Linked DNA regions of Rattus norvegicus: region 1 is linked to region 2. The links are chromatin contacts, called in public Hi-C maps. All regions are on one chromosome and are shown on one strand. The core of a region is the stretch at or near the end of the contact, and the rest is flanking DNA. Distances in the headings are between cores, read along the strand shown.

Region 1 (3,893 bases), core at 245-2,744, 120 kb before region 2:
ACACACACACACACACACACACACACACACACACACACACACCAGGCCCCACAGCAACAAAAGCTTTCTTGTCGGCTGACTTTGGCAGGGGGTTCCAATGCCAAATTCACCATTTGTACTCTCTAAGTGAGGCCTTTCCCAGTCAGTTTCTCAACTGCAGCATGGACAGGAGTTTACAGCCTGGGAGCTAAACCCCCACGCTCAGGTGTGCCGCCACCGCCACCGTCCCCATCACTACTTATGAGGATGAAGAGTCTGAAGCTTTGACAGGCTCCTGGCACTACCCGGGTCACTCTGCAGCAGACCTGTCTGTGCGACCTCCCCAAATCACCAAAAGTCCTGGCAGACTCGCTGGGTTCTGATCACCCGTCATCGTAAACAAAATGCACCCCCAAACCTCATAGGGGGTGGGCAGGCAGAGAGGCAATGATCATCATGGAGCTTCGTCCATAATCAGCTGTCCTGATTTCCATTCAGCACAAATTCTTCACTAGCCTGACAGCCTGGCTGCCGTCCTCACCACCAAATTAATATCTTTCCCGGAGCTCATTTATAAAGTCTCCCTACCCTGCTTCCCTCTGGCTCCCAAAACCCCAGGGAGAGCAATGACCCTGCTTGGTTCTACTCCTAGAGTTGGCAAGCTGTTTGGGGTTGGGTGCTGCTGGCGGGAGGGTTGCAGGACAAGAAAACGATCCTTCTGCCGATGGGCTGTCTTCCCCTAAATACTGAGAAGAACAACTAGGGGTGCCAGAGCGTGGGGCCCCAGTTCTGGGTTTAATGCTCCTGATCAGAGACCCCCTGAGTGACCCTGCCCACCTAGGTTTGGTCTGCTGTCGGAGAACGGCAAGATCGCAGACTCCGTCCTGGGCAACGAGACTGCCAGGGGCCAGCGGCCTTCTCCAAGCGGCAGCCCGACGAGCTGGGAAGAGCAGTGGCCTCCCGGAGCCCAGCGCGTCGTCCCCATCCCAATGCCAGGGAGGCCCAGAGCCCTCCAGCAAGCGCAGAAGTTGCTCCTCCGGCGTGGCCGGATTCCCGGGCAGCTGGGGCTGGGCGCCCCGGGGGTCCGCGGAAGCGCGAGGCTCAGCGTGAGGGACCCTCTCCACGTCCCGAGCGAACCTGCGCTCGCGCCAGCCCCGCCGCCCACTCCTGCTCCTCGGCAAGTCAGAGGCCCGGCGTCCTCGCCCTCTCCCGCCGCGCGCCCGGGCCCAGGAAAAGTTGCCCTGTGCCCACTCGCCTCCCCAAGCCCGGCGCGCTAACTCTCGGTACCGCCACGGCGCGGGGCCAATGGGCCCGGCCGGACCCCCCGCGCGCGTTGCGCACGCGCCCCCGCCCCGCCAGCCCCGGCCCCCTCCCTCGCCCGCGCCGCCGCGGCCGGCACTCACCGAGCGGCAGGAAATGTTTGGTGTCCATGTCTGCTACTAACTCATGCCCAGCCGGCGGCGGAGCAGCAGGGCGGCAGCGCGGCGGCCCCCGGCGCGGCCCGCCCGGGGCCCGGGCGGCGGGGAGCCGGCGGCGGCAGCGGCGGCGGCGGCGCGCGGAGGCCGCGGCGCGGCGAGTTGTTGCAAAAGTCGCCCAACAATGTAAACTACTTGTGCCTGCGCGCGCCCAGCGCGCGCACCCGCCGCCCGCGCCTCCGCCGCGCGCCCGCGACCCGCTCCGGCCCGGCCTGCAGCGGGGGGAGCGGCGGGGGGCCCGCGACGGGCGCGGACTCAGCGCAGCGCCGCCGCCGCCACTCGCCCCGCCCGCAACCGGTGCGCGCCCCGCCCGCCGCCGCCGCCGCCGCCACCCCGCGCTCGCAGCCCGGCCCCGAGTTGTGAGCGCCCTGCAAACTTGCAAGTTTGCGACTGCCAAGGGTTCCCGGGAGCCGTGGGGTGGCGGCGTGGGAGGTGGGCGGGGCGGCGGGGTGAAGCAGCCTTCCCTCTTCGGCTGCCCAAAAACCCGGCGGCCCGCGGTGGTGGAGAAGGAGGAGAGCCGGGCCCGGAGGAGAGCCCCGCGGCCGGGCCATTGTCTGCACGGACACACAAAGAGGCCGGCCGTAGCCGCGCGAGGACCCTGGTCCTTCAGAGCTCCCTGCAGGAGAGTCGAGGCCCTGAGCACCCCGGTGGACACATGGGGAAACTGAGGCCAGGGAGGGGCGGTGAGCCAGAGGCAAGAAGCTGAGCAGGGAGTTGCTGCCCTTTGGACACTCCAGTCCCCTCCCACCTAACACGCGAGAGGCCCAAAGAGGTCCCTGGTGTCTGACCGCAGGCCAGACAGGCGGGGGAGGGGAGGTGCGGGGGGGTCTTCTCGGGATACCCACGTTAACTCGACGGCTCCCACCCTCCTCCGATGCGCGGGGCTCGCTCCAAGGCGCAGCTACCCGCTTCGGACATCGCCCGTGACCCTAGGCTATTTTTATACCTTGGGCAGCTCTCTGCCCTGACTTAAATTCATGATTTGTTTGTTTAAAAACGAAAGGAAGCACTCCTACCCAGGGAGAGCCTGGGCCTCCTCCGCAACCCGCCCGCCGACTTGGGCAGCTGGAATTCGGATTTGGGTGTGAGCTACCTGAGTGGAGCCAAGCCAGCCTCCCTAAGCGCAATGTTCCCCCTGTGCCAAGCCAGGCAACCGGCAGTCCCGCCTCCCTCCACTCCCAGCTGGGGCTTGCCAGACCAAAATCCAGCGTGGAGGCCCTAGCAGAGGGGTTTACCAAAGTCTACAGGCTGCACAGAGTGGGGGGCTGCCCAAAGAGTCCCCTCAAGACAAAAAAGAAAGCCCTGCGTGGGTGCACTACCGCCACCCTCCAGGACTGCACGTTTTCTCGGTAAAGAGAAATCGTTGTGGGACTCTCTTAAAGATGCTCCCAGAAAAACCATAGACCTGTCTCAAAAGAAGGCCATCTCTGGGCCTCCTATGGGGTCTGGGAAACAAAACGGAGGGGGGAGACTAATGCCCTGGATTGTGCTACAAATCAGGCTCCTTTCCCAGGCCTGGCCCATCAACTGGGCGGTTCCTTAGTGTGGCGCGCAACTTGGGGTGCTTCTAGTAGCGCCTGCATCAGACAGCACAGCTCCATTGGACCCACTGACCATGGGGGGAAGTCCCCAAGATTCCTTCCTTGACAAGAAGAATCCTCTTGATAATCCCTGGCAGGCAGTGAGTGGGCAGAACTAACTCCCTGTGTCAACAGCAAGGCCAGAGAGCAGCTAGGATAGTAGAAGCCTTACCTGAGGAGGTGTAATCACAGTAGAGCTGAGACCTGTTCTTCAAACTCCGGGCCAGCCTCGCCAGGGCCACACGTGATGGCCAACAATAAAGGACCACCCTTCTACCCTGGCCAGTGAAATCTGGAGGCTGCGGACAGCCTGCCCACACTAAGTTTCAGAACAGAAAGGATGAGGAAAGGCCTCTGGGGGTGCATAGAGAAACTTCAATGATCCCTGTTCTCCAGTATTGTGGGCCATTCATTCTATCGATAAACATCAGCGGGGTCTACTGAAGGCTTGACCCTGGGTTCTCCTCGGAAGGGATGGGCAAGACGGGCAAGGCAAGAGCACAACCCAGCTCTGTCTCGCAACTCTTCAGTGGCCCGAGCCAGGCCACTCCGCTTTTGCCCTCACTTCCCTGACATGTAAAATGCAGACAGTTCCATCCTCCATCCTGGATCACTGAAACGACTAACCAGGCAATATAGAGACTGTTTGGCCAAGAGGAGGCTCACCAGGCAGTAGATACCTTGTCAAAGACAGGGAAGAGTCACAGACAAGAGTGGCTATGCTATGGCTGCCGAAGCCATAGTTCAGGACAAAGCAGTACAGGCCAAACCAAAGCACCATCAACAGGGACAGAAGGGGCAAGGCCCAGCTGGCCAGGGACTCCAGTGACTTCCTCATGGCTGGTCCTTTGAGCTGTGC
Region 2 (4,151 bases), core at 584-3,083:
GGCAGGACCCAGGATGGCTGTGCAGGACTGGCGGCCTACCACACTAGCTACCTCAAAGCTCCACTTGGGTCAGTGGGCAACTTGCTTATGAAACACGGAATGAACCCAGGTTACTCAGCCTGAGAGCCCCTGGAGGCAGGTACAGTCGAACTGTACTCTTCTAGACTTCCCCTGGACTGAGAGAGGCTGCCCTCAGCATGAATCTCCTGCATTTCCCACACAGGGTCTGGTCACAGAGGAGAACCAACCTTGGGTCCTGACTTGGGAAGCCGCCACTTCACCTGGAAGGCCAGACCTATAGGAAGGGACATAGAATTATAGCCACACCGCTGACTGCACCCCACTTCATGGAGGACATATGTGAAGATGGAGGTGAAGAGAGTAGTGGACTGAATGTTGCCTCCCTCAAAGACATTTCCCTTGGAACTTACAACTGCCCTTGTTTGGAAAACGATACTTTGCAAATGTGAATGGGGATCAGTAGATTAAAGGCCTTAAATCAAATGACAAGTGCCATTATAGGAGTTCTGTGTGAACACACAGGGAATCAAGAAACCTTAAGAGAAGGAAAAAGAAATTTAATAATACATTCTCAATCCTAGGAGTATCTGGGAGACAGGAGGAACCACCCCTCTAAGAGCCTTGGGAAGGGTCAGCACCAGTCCCCCACTCCATGTCCCCCATGCCTTGATATTGACCTCCAGAACAGGCAGCTTTGTTTTGAACAGCCCAGTTTCAGTTCATGGAACTTCAGTGATGCAGTATCAGGCTGCACAGAAACCTTTATTTGCTCCAAGTAAAACAGGGACCCAGCCTGGATGTGGTGTCCTGAACCTTGGCCTGGGCCCACAGTTCCAGACAGGAAAGCTTAGATGGACAGAGTCAGGACCATTTTGTCTTCACTTCTAGTTTCCGAGCACCCCAGTGTTCATCTGTGGCCGGTGACTGTAGGTATCCTAGAACCCCGTGCAGCCTGTAGCGCATACAGTCAGTCTGGCTGACTCTTCCCCTGTGGTTCAGTGAGTGTGGTGCTGGAAGGGAGCAGACATAAAGACAGGCCCCAGTTCAACAGAAACAGCAGAGGCTACCAGGGACCACAGGACAAAGTCAGAGTCACCAAGTCAGGACCGGGGTACTCAGGAGAACCCAAAAGGACCAGGCTAGCTGGCTGAGGGTCTCTCTTGAAGAGCTTCAGTAGAGTACTGTGTGTTCTTCTAGATCAGGAGTTCTTCTCAACCTGAGGGTTAGGACCCCTCTGAGAGTCAAACGACCATTTTACGGGATCTTAGAGTCACCCGAGATCATCAGAAAACACAGATATTTACATAATGATTTACAACAGTAGCAATATTACAGTTACAAAGTAGCAATGGACATAATTTTATGGTTGGGGTCCCCACAACATGAAAAACTGTTGTAAAGGGTCACAGCATTAAAAGGTTGAGAACCACTGCTCTAGATGGATGATAGAAATTTGGTCCCTGCCCTGGCTTTCAGTCGTCCACCTCTCCAGCACAGCTAGGCTTCCAGAGCCAGGAGAAAATTGTCTCCATGTCTGTCCCAGCCAATAGCCACTGATTCCACAAAAACGACTGAATGAGAGAAACAGAGCAAGCGCCCTCATCTAGGCTGCCTCTGGGTTCTGCAAACAGCACAGCACCAGGGTAGACCAAGAAGGTTCTGTAACAACCTGGAAAGCAGATGACTTTATCTGAGTCATGCCTGGTCTCAAGGGCCTGGGACCCTGTCCCTCCCTCCTTCGGGCCCTTAGGACTCTCCCAGGGAGCTGGTAGTGGGTTATTTATATATTGGAGGAAGAGCAGCCCCAGCTTGGACCATGCAGAACTTCCGGTCCTTCAGCCAAGGGGCCAGAGCAGGATGGGAGCACTCCAGAGGCGGCTGGGTCAGGCACGAAAGGTCTTTGGACCAACGCCGACCCTGGGAATACTGTGTCCCCTCATTTGCCTGCACGTCCGGGGGTCAGTTGTTGTTTTATTAATAGAGGGCCCCAAGGAGAAGGCTCACCCCACTGGATAGTCATTCACCTCCCCACAAAAGCAGGAAACCATCCAAGGCCTGCTAAACTAGAAGCACAAGGGCATCCCCCAGAGGGAGTCAGCCTTGGTCACTTGTGGGGGCATCTCCCAGAGAGAGCTTGGCCTCAGTCATTCTCTGCCGTGAGAAATAAGAAGCTAATTGCCAGAACTCGGGCTCCAGCAGACGGCAGCTACTTTAAAACTGACACCAGTCTCATTGAGACACAGAAAAATCAACCCAGAGTCTAAGCAGTAGCCTGTCTGCGAAGTGCTGGTACAGTCAGAGGTGTCCACAGACAAGGTCCTGTTAAGCCACCTGAGCCAGTCGTACATACCACAAACCTCTAGCCCAGCCCTTTGTCCCCTGTGGGGACTCGGCTGAGCCTTCAAAGCCACTGACTGGTTGGTTGTATCTTTCCCAGGCCATTCACAAAAACAGATGATCAGGTTTACAGAAATACAAACTATGTCCCTCAGAGAATCTGGTGACTGGCTTGGGCTCTTCACCCATGCTTCCATTTGTCTCCTGGGTGGTAGGAAAAAATTGTTATTTTCCTTGTTGCTATTTAACAAAACACCTGACAAAAGGAACTCAAAGAAGGGAGGGGGAGAGGGGTTCACATCACCAGAGTGGGGAAGATGTGGCTACAGGGGCCTGAGGAAACTAGTCATGTGGCATCCATGCTGAGGAAGCAGAGACAGATGAATGCTGGTACTCAGCCCACTTTCTTCTTATTCAGAATAAAACCCCAGCCCATGAAATGGTACTGGCCAGTTTCGGGGGTAGGGGTTTTCCTACCTGGAGAAGCACAATCTAGAAAATTCCTTGAGGACATGTCTAGAGGTTTGTCTCATAAGTGACACTGGATCCTGTCAACCTGACAGTCAACATTAATCATCACACATGGGAATTGCATATATGCACAGTACATATGCAATGGGCAGAAGCTGGTCCACCACAGCACTTACTGGAGACCCAAAACATAACTACACACCAAGTCACAAGCCCAGGGTATTCCCTAGCATCCCAGAGTCCTTTGGGGCTGTAGACCCCAGTTCAGTTTGTGCTTGTCAGCCAAGGTGCTAGAACAAAATCAGAACACCCCAAGAGTGGCCGGTGTCATCACCCCAGCACCCTGTGAGCATTCCAAGTTTTAGTTTCTCCATCTGGAAATAGGGCAGTCATAGCTGGGCCTCCCGAGCCTGCCCCAGAACCAAGTCCACATTATATACTTCTCTGATCAGTCCCTTTGGGAAGAAAGAAACAAACCCCAGTCTGAGTGGGCAACGTGTCCAAGCCAAAGAGAAGTGGAAGTTAACAAAAGCAGCCCTGCCCAAGGTCTGAGGCTCCAAGGTGGGGAGCGAAAACTTTTTTGGCTTTTCCAGAGCCCCTGCACCCTGAGTGGTGCAAGCCCGCCTCCGCGTGGAGAATGGTGGAACTTCCTCCAGATCAAGAGCAGAAACTGCATCTGAGATCTGGGAAATCCAGACTCCCAAAAGTGCAAGCTGGAAGAGGCTGAAAGAGCTTCCTCACCTGAATGGCCTTGCCTCCAATGCACCATTAAACATGTGGCATAACTGCAGAGGAATCAAACTGGATAGGCTGGATTTGCTGGCTTATGATAATGCTAAGCAGATTTTGGTAGAGCAGGGAGAGAAGCTCAGTTCAGCTGGTTGGCAAAGACATGGCCCACGGGGTGAGTGGCACAAAGTTGAAGCCTCGAACTGTGTGGGGTCACAGAGGAAAGTGTGACCCCTCAAAGAGACTGGAATGTTACACTAAATTTGTTCCAGGATGTCTCTCATCTGTGCGGCATGGTCCAGAAGACACTGCTCTTAGCATGACTGTGGGAAGTCATTTTTCCAGGGGTTCCCCAACATCAGTGAGGAGCACTGTGGTCTCCCCACATATGTCAAGATGGGCATAAGGTCAATAACAATATAACATGGGACCTATCAGCAGAGGAATCTCCGTGTTCCAGGCCAGCCTGGTCCAGGATGACCAGGGCTATACAAAGAAGCCCCATCTCAGAAAACAAAAGCAAAGAAACAAACAAACAAACACCACATACAGGGGTTTGGTGACCATAAGGACGCCAGACTCAAAGAGTCGTA

What was found. Hi-C and Micro-C count contacts between places; a contact is called where the count stands out from the background.
Region 1: a contact with region 2 is called in a Hi-C map of liver, with 4 times the contacts expected there. The contact joins the promoter of Rxra here to the enhancer-like site in region 2. A contact is called at or near these places in 9 of 12 Hi-C or Micro-C datasets (the A7r5 cell line, the Rat2 cell line, Schwann cells and 5 more) and 1 of 1 datasets of contacts at active chromatin or transcription factors (oligodendrocytes).

Annotation. Positions count from the first base shown.
Region 1 is chr3:31,385,493-31,389,385 of GRCr8, reverse strand. It overlaps Rxra (retinoid X receptor alpha), which reads right to left and starts at 1,494. Exons shown (of 10, transcript NM_012805.3): 1 at 1,383-1,494. The coding sequence starts at 1,410.
Region 2 is chr3:31,265,998-31,270,148 of GRCr8, reverse strand. No RefSeq gene overlaps it. Among named protein-coding and RNA genes, the nearest start is that of Trnaa-agc47, 24 kb to the right of the region's middle. Within about 2 kb of position 1,833, at least 5 of the 93 cell types and tissues checked have an H3K27ac peak or open chromatin away from gene starts, as enhancers often do. A contact at or near this core is called in liver, where this site is marked.